2 separate regions of the Gossypium hirsutum genome follow, and region 1 is linked to region 2. A link is a contact called in public Hi-C data. All regions are on one chromosome and are shown on one strand. Each heading gives the region's core, a stretch centred on a gene start, on an enhancer-like site or on the middle of the called end of the contact. The rest is flanking DNA. Distances are from core to core; before and after follow the strand shown. Region 1 has its middle 9.8 kb from the start of LOC107945001. Region 2 holds the start of LOC107945868 (E3 ubiquitin-protein ligase SINAT3).

Region 1 (3,545 bases), core at 550-3,049, 190 kb before region 2:
TTAAAAAAGGTTTCGACTTTTACTCTTTTTTCTAAAACGATGTTTTTGTCACAGTTTGGTTTAATGAAAATTCTTTTATCCGTGTTATCATTTGAACTTCAATTATTAAATCAACATAATAGAGTGATTAAATGAATAAAATTAAAAGTAGAGGAACTAAATTTCAAATGTGTGAAAAAATACAGGGACTAGAAATAGAATTATAACTTAAAAATACTATTTTAATCAACCAAGGCTATACAGTATCCATAACAATATTATATAATAATAATTAGAGGAGAGGGGCAAGTTGATGTTTGTAGAACAAAATTTTAGTTAAGCTTAAAGATGAAGATTTTATTCTAACTTTGAATCTTTTCAAGATTATAAGCAACTCTTTTGACTAAATTAAATTAAAAAAAAAAACCCCAACAGAGAAATTAAGGGGAAACAAATCATATTCTAGTTGAAGGACGAAAATGAATAAACAAATAATGGCTTGTCAAAAATTTCAAGCTGTCTCTTTAATAAGAAACAGTGATAACTACGTAGATTTTTTATTTATATATTTGGTTAAAATATGGTTCAAGTCCCTATACTTTTCGTGCATTTGAAATTTAGTCTTTCTACTTTAATTTTCTAGAATTTAGTCTCCTATATACTTTTTCTAATTTCAAAATTTAAGTTTAATTTTAATTGTTAACACCATTAAAATTGTTGGGTTAAATTCAAAAAAACTGAGTTGGTACTAGTAGAATTAAAAAGTTGATAATAATGTTAACAATCCAAAAAGCAAAAGAAATAAATTCTAAATATACTTTGTAAATTCGCACATGTTGACTATAGAAAAGAAATTATAATTAATTTTCATGTTAATTATTTGTTTATTATGATCAGTAATATTGATTCTTGAAATTTAATTAATCCAATAAAAAAAATTGGCTCTTTGCAACTCTTTAGGGCTAAGATAATTATTCTTTGTTGCATAATCTTTTCAATCTAATCCAGCAGATTCCTTTAGGATTAGAGATTAGATCCATAATTATCTTATAAAAAAATAAATTAAATCTTCAATGGCATCAATTATAGTAGTTTTACATATTCTTATCATTTTTTACGATATTTAATTATTTTTTAGCGTAAAAAAATTTTGACCACCAAAGATATATTAGAAAAAGGCATTATATTATATTAATATGATAAATATATTAGATCGATTTACATGATAAGTTTAATTATATTGATGAATTCAATTAAGGAATCGATTGTAAAAAAATTATGAATATGTTAATTTTAGATTCAATTAAGTAAATCAATTAAATATATATTTATATAAAGTGGAAAAAGAAAAGCTATTGTATCTTGATAGAATCTTAATGAATTGTTCTCATTTTTCTTTGGTTAAAATATTTTGGTTCTTCTACTTTTCAAATTTCATAATTGAAATCCAATTGTTAATACTGTTAAATTTTTTATTAAATTTATAGATGTGACATTTTAAAATAAAAAAAATATTCATTTGATAACTATGTAACTAAAAATATAACGTCGTGATAACCTTGAGTTTAACAAAAAAATTTTAAAAAATTAACCGTTCAACTTGAATTTTGAAATTTAAAAAAATAAAAGAACTAAATTCTAAATTTTTAAAAAATACCCAAAATCTCAAAATCTAAAAAGAAATAATTAGAGAGAGGGGTTGACTAGAGAAAATTTTAGAGGCTTTTAGGGAGATAATAATATTACTGGAAATGGATGATTGGTGTGGGACAAAGTGTGGTCTTTGGGGGTGAATGTCCATCGTACACCCCATGCGGAGACCAATTTCACTTTGTGTTTCTTTTGATTGGCCTTTGGCCTAGTGCTCAATTTTTCTTATGGAAGGGGATCCCCCACACAACAAAAAAATTTTAAGGTACCAACCCTAGGGTTTTTTTAAGATATTTGAGGTAGGGTGTACCTTGCAATTTTGATAAAATTTCATGAAAATTATTGTATTATAAATCAGATTTTGTTTTATTTTTTTATTCAAAAAAATAGGTAAATTATTCTTTATATGTTGATTAAAGAGTAAATTTATCATTTCTATTAAAAAATTCATCAATTTTTATTATTAAAAACTAGCGTGACAGATAGAATAACTAGACAGTTACACGTAGCATGCAACGTATATCTTATTCTGACTTACAGGGACCAGTTTTTAACAGTAGAAATTGATAGAATTTTTAACAAAATAATTAGTTTGCTCTTTGATTTAATGTGTAAAGACTAATTTGCCAATTTTCCGAGTAGAAGGGATAAAATGCAATCTAACTCCTAGTACAAGGGCCTCCATGGAAGAACCAATTTGCTCGTTAATCAGACTAACAACCCCATTTTTTTTAAGCAGGGGCAAAATGCAATTTGATTCTTAATACGTAAGCCTCCATGATACTTGTACCTAAAAATTATAAAAAGAAGGTCGGTTTAGATTTAAAAAAATATTAAAAGGGATATCAACAAGTGTTACAAACAAATAATTTAATTAATTATATTGTTCATATTTATTGATATGTTTGGAAAGTTGATTTAGTATATAAATTTACGTGTAATTATTTGTAATTCATTTATATGTATGCATGGATGACTATAATAATTAGTGAGTCTCATTAAGCGTAATCGATACAAGCAATTACATTTGTGTCACATTGTTTAGTAGCTATTGTAATTAGTTGGTCTTATTGAATAGAATGTAATCTGAGCACCTTAATTATTTGCTTCAATTCATATCTCATGGTTGAAAATTGAAAAAATTACGCGTGGCAATTAACCATGATGACTTTTAAACAAATTTAAAAAATTAGAATCTTTTACAATTCTAAGAATGTATGATTACTATCTATTACTTACACCTTTTTTCAATTACGTTATCACGAATAAATACATACAAATAATCGGATAGGTGATCGAATCGGTCAGACCATTGATTCTCAATTCAATCGTTGGTCTAACAATAAATAAATAAAAAATTATAAAAAAAGGTAAGAAAACACCGTTCAACCACCTTTTTTTTTGTTTCAATTTTTAATTTTTATCCAATCTGAGTAGTTCACTTAGAGAGTGATTTAACCTCTATATCAAGATTGATATGCGGAACAATTCTTAAATAGCAAAAAAATAAAAATAAAAATCTGATGAGGATATTCATGAGGGGGCTTTTTTTTGGTTCTGATATTGTCTTTTACTTGCTTGTAAACCCTAGCATGTTTGCTCATTTTTGGCAAATAAATCAAAAAGATTAATTTTAATAATTTTAAAGAGGTTAATTATACGAAAATATATTTATGGTAAAACGAGTATGATTCAATTTGGTCGAATTTTTTAAAATACTGAACCATCTTATTTTAGTTCGATTTTCTATTTTTTTATTCTAATTTTTTTTACTTTATTTTGATAAAACAAAAATTATTTTATGAATTTTCAGCATTATTTGATAAAATTTTAAAAACATTTTCATAAATATTTTTAAAAAGATTAAGTTTTCAAGTAAAAAAAATAATTTATTTTAGAAATGTTTTTTTTATATA
Region 2 (3,905 bases), core at 716-3,215:
AACAATAATGGCAATGTCTTTATTAATAAATTAGGTAAAAATATCTTATTACAATCATCATATGATTGGTCTTTGAGCATACTCTCAACAATTTCAAAACTCAAAAAGTATAAGAATTAAAAATATCAAAATTTATAATAATGATTAAATCCATAATTTAAACATTCTACGTGACTAATAGCAGAATTTGAAATATTTAACTACTATCATTTGACCACGTAATTTCATTTAAAAAGTACAGAAGAATAAAAACATCTGAATTAAGTACAAGGAATAAATCCACAATTTACACATAGTACAATAATTAATAACAAATTTTGACTTATATAATTTTTAAAAAAGTAGGTTTAATTTTTTTTATCTACACTATTATTATCAAGTCATTGATTAAGTTGATGTCACGAATAGACTTGTCCATTAGCCGAGCTATTCGACCCGAAGACCTTCCCGAAAAGTGGAGGGGTTTGGATAAAAATATAGGCCCTAAAAATGGGCTTGGAAAAAATAAGACCCGCTGTATAAACACGCTGAACCTCGAATAAAATTTTTTGGCCTGGACCCAGCTCGAATTTGCAAAAAAAATTATTGTTGTTTTTCATTGTTTTGCTATCATTTCGGTATTATATTGCTACTATTTTGCTGTTATTGTTTGGATATTGTATAACTATTATTTTGTTATTAACTTTGCTACTATTTTAGAGGTATTTACTGGCTAAGTTGCACTTATCTTAATGTTATTTAAGTATATTTTTTAATCTTTTTTCCATTTGTTGGAAAGCATTTATTTTAATGTTTTTGGTATATTATATTTTTTAAATTTATTTTTATATAAAAAATAATATAAAAATTTTTAATACGGGCAAGTCGGGCCGGGCCGAATTTGGTCTTTAGCTTTTTATCTGAGCCGGGCTTTGACAAAATTTTAGGCTAATTTTTCGAATCAAGTTTACAAAACAGGCCTAAATTTTTTATTTGACCTGACCTGACCTATGAACAACTTTAGTCACAAACTAATAAATACCAACTCAATTAAAAAAGATATTAAAATATTCTTAATAAAATTAATAAATATTATTACAAGATTACTTTTATTTTTTTTCTATGAATAAATCACTAATAAATGTAAAAAAAACTTTCAAATGATGAAACTTGAACTTAGGGCATGTTTGATTGATTCTTTATATAAATTTTGAGATAATATAAATTTTGACCCCTGAACTCGATAACTAGGTCCTGTTTGATACTTGTATTTTTCCTTGATTCTCTTAGTACCTAAACTGAACTAGGCAACTAGATTATTTTTATTCCTAAACTTGAAAAATATAAAAGTTTAATGATATGACACTTTGAGATTGTGTCATATTATCACTTGAAAATTAAAATATATAAATTTCTAAGATATAGTACAATCTTAGAGTGTTACATATAGCATTCTAATAACTGGAACAATGGTTGAACTTGTTAGACCACTGGTTCCTAATTTAATCGATTTGATCGGTTCAATTGCTAAACCTACAATAATTAAATGATTAATTAAAATTCATAAATTTAAAAAATATATATTAAACTTGTTTAACTACTGATTTTTGGTCTAAGTTTTCAAATTTTACTAGTTTCAAGCAGTTCTTAATTCAATCAGCTCAACCCCTTTATTTGGAACAGTATACAAATGATTCTTGATCCAATTGGTCTGACCGATTAATCTAGTCATGTTTCAAGAATACTGGTCACATCATCAAATCTAAATAAGATCTAAGTTTAGGGCCCAAAATGAATCTAAATGCCAAGTTCAAGTACCAAAGTTAACAAAAAAAAAAGGTAAATATGCCAAAGTGAATCTATTTATCAAGTTCAGGGGCCAAAAATTATATTATCCCTTTTCTTTTCTTTATTTTTTTTTGTAAAATGTAAGAATTTTATTTATTTTTGAAGATAAAAGAAATTATTTTAATTAATTGAAACATGGTCACTGTCTGTTTGTTTGCTCTAATAATTCCCACCTCATCACCTTACAAAAATCTTATATATACATACACGCATGTGTATACATATTGTAAGTAACCATGGTTCTCTCTTTGACCTTGAGCCGCGTGATGTTGATCAACTGTCTCGTAAAATTTTAGACGGTGAACTCTCTCTTTCTCTGCAACCTATGAGAAAGAATACAGAAAGAAGAGAAATTAAAAACAGTAGTTTATTAATTTCTCTGTATTGATTCAACTCATCTGGTTTTCCTATTGATACCCCATTTTCATTCTTTGTTTCTTCTTCGATTTACTCATAAACTAACTTTCTTCGATTTACTCATAAACTAACTTAGTCCCCAAAGATTAATACTTTATTTTTATACCCATCACCCAAAGTTTCCATCTTTCCCAAAAGGAATTTGTACCCATAGCTGATCAAATTTGATAACTTTGTTATACCCTTTTTTATGGAATCAGATAGTATTGATTGTATGGCATCATCGGATGTGATGGATGATGATGAGATCCATCATCATCAGTTATCTTCTTCATTGTCAAAGACCCACAGCAACAATGGGAACAGCAACAACAGTTCTTTGTCATCAGCTGTTCATCCAAGCACTACTAGTGTCCATGAACTCCTTGAATGCCCTGTTTGTACCAATTCTATGTACCCTCCTATTCATCAGGTTAGTCTTTTTATTTCCTTTTCCCTTGATGGGTTCTTCTTTTTCTAAATTGAGAACATCTTTTTGAGTGCTTTTGGAGTGCTTGAATGGTTCTAATCTGTTTCTTTTTCTTGGATTTTTTTCAGTCAAATTTATAGGCTTATTCTTATGTGTTGGATTTGTGCTCTTTTAGGGTAAGAATTAGGACTACAGATGGGATTAGGTTGCCTTTATATAATTGACATTTTTTGAGGGGGTGTTATGTGAAGAGCAATACACATATGCGTGGTTGAATTCTTTGTGTTTGTTTTAACGTATCAAAGAAGAAGAAGATGGTCTAATTATTGTAAATGTCGAAAATGAAAGCTTTTTTCTTTTTTTTTTTCAGTTTAGTCCTGTTGGTATTGCCTATAGCATTAACCTATACTCATTAGAATGTCTTTTTATTATATTTGACAAAGGTTTCCAATGCTGATTCAGCCTTTCAGCTCAGGCGCAGTGAATTTGTAAACAAAGGTGATATGCTGTAGCTGTTTGTGCTGGGAAAGGTTTTAGAAAAAGTGTGGCTAAGATGGCAAATTGAAAGGAAACTATTATCTTCTCATTCATATGTAACAATCCATGAGAGTTTACTTGGATATGTTAATAAATTTGCATGATTTCACAATAAAAGCATAGAATAGTGGCTTCATCTAGAGTATAAAACAATGCTGGTAAGATTGTGTTTATAGCCATAGCAATTGAAGAATGCCTTGGGGGCCTATTATTTCTCTTCATCCTCCTCGGATGAATGTATTTACTACCGTAAAAGACTTAATTGAGATGTTGTATCATTTTTTATGGTATAACCAAAGTATCCTTCATGTCCGTTGTACGGTTCGTGAAGACTAATTCTTTCAGGGTTCCTGCCTGCCCCTCCCAACAATGTTGTTTTTAATATTTGAACCTAAGTTCTCTTCTTGGGAGCATGGAGAAAAAAAAATTTAGGGGGGAAATAAAGTTATATATTTTTATGAGAGATAAAATGCAATTTCACTCTTGTATTGGATGGTTTTCAAAAGGACTAAATTGAAATTCTAGCACTTGGGGGGGCCAAACTATAATTTTACCATATATTAACTTAGGATTTTATAAATTTTGGCGGATTAAAGCAGCAATTTTTCATTTTAGGGGGGCCAAGGCTCCTACCTGCACTCTCCTCCCTTTGCCCTTGCTTGGGAGTACAATGTGCCTTAACACTACACCCAACAACTCAGTTGTTGGTGAGATG

What was found. A called contact is a pair of places that touch in the nucleus more often than the background predicts.
Region 1: a Hi-C map of leaf shows a contact between it and region 2, with 2.1 times the contacts expected there. The contact joins the enhancer-like site here to the promoter of LOC107945868 in region 2. A contact is called at or near these places in 2 of 34 Hi-C or Micro-C datasets (both in leaf).

What each region holds. Positions count from the first base shown.
Region 1 is chrD12:41,298,230-41,301,774 of Gossypium_hirsutum_v2.1, reverse strand. No RefSeq gene overlaps it. Among protein-coding and RNA genes, the nearest start is that of LOC107945001, 9.8 kb to the left of the region's middle. Within about 2 kb of position 1,799, at least 2 of the 9 cell types and tissues checked have an H3K27ac peak or open chromatin away from gene starts, as enhancers often do. A contact at or near this core is called in leaf, where this site is marked.
Region 2 is chrD12:41,110,523-41,114,427 of Gossypium_hirsutum_v2.1, reverse strand. LOC107945868 (E3 ubiquitin-protein ligase SINAT3) reads left to right here and starts at 1,965. Exons shown (of 3, transcript XM_016880021.2): 1 at 1,965-2,656. The coding sequence starts at 2,435.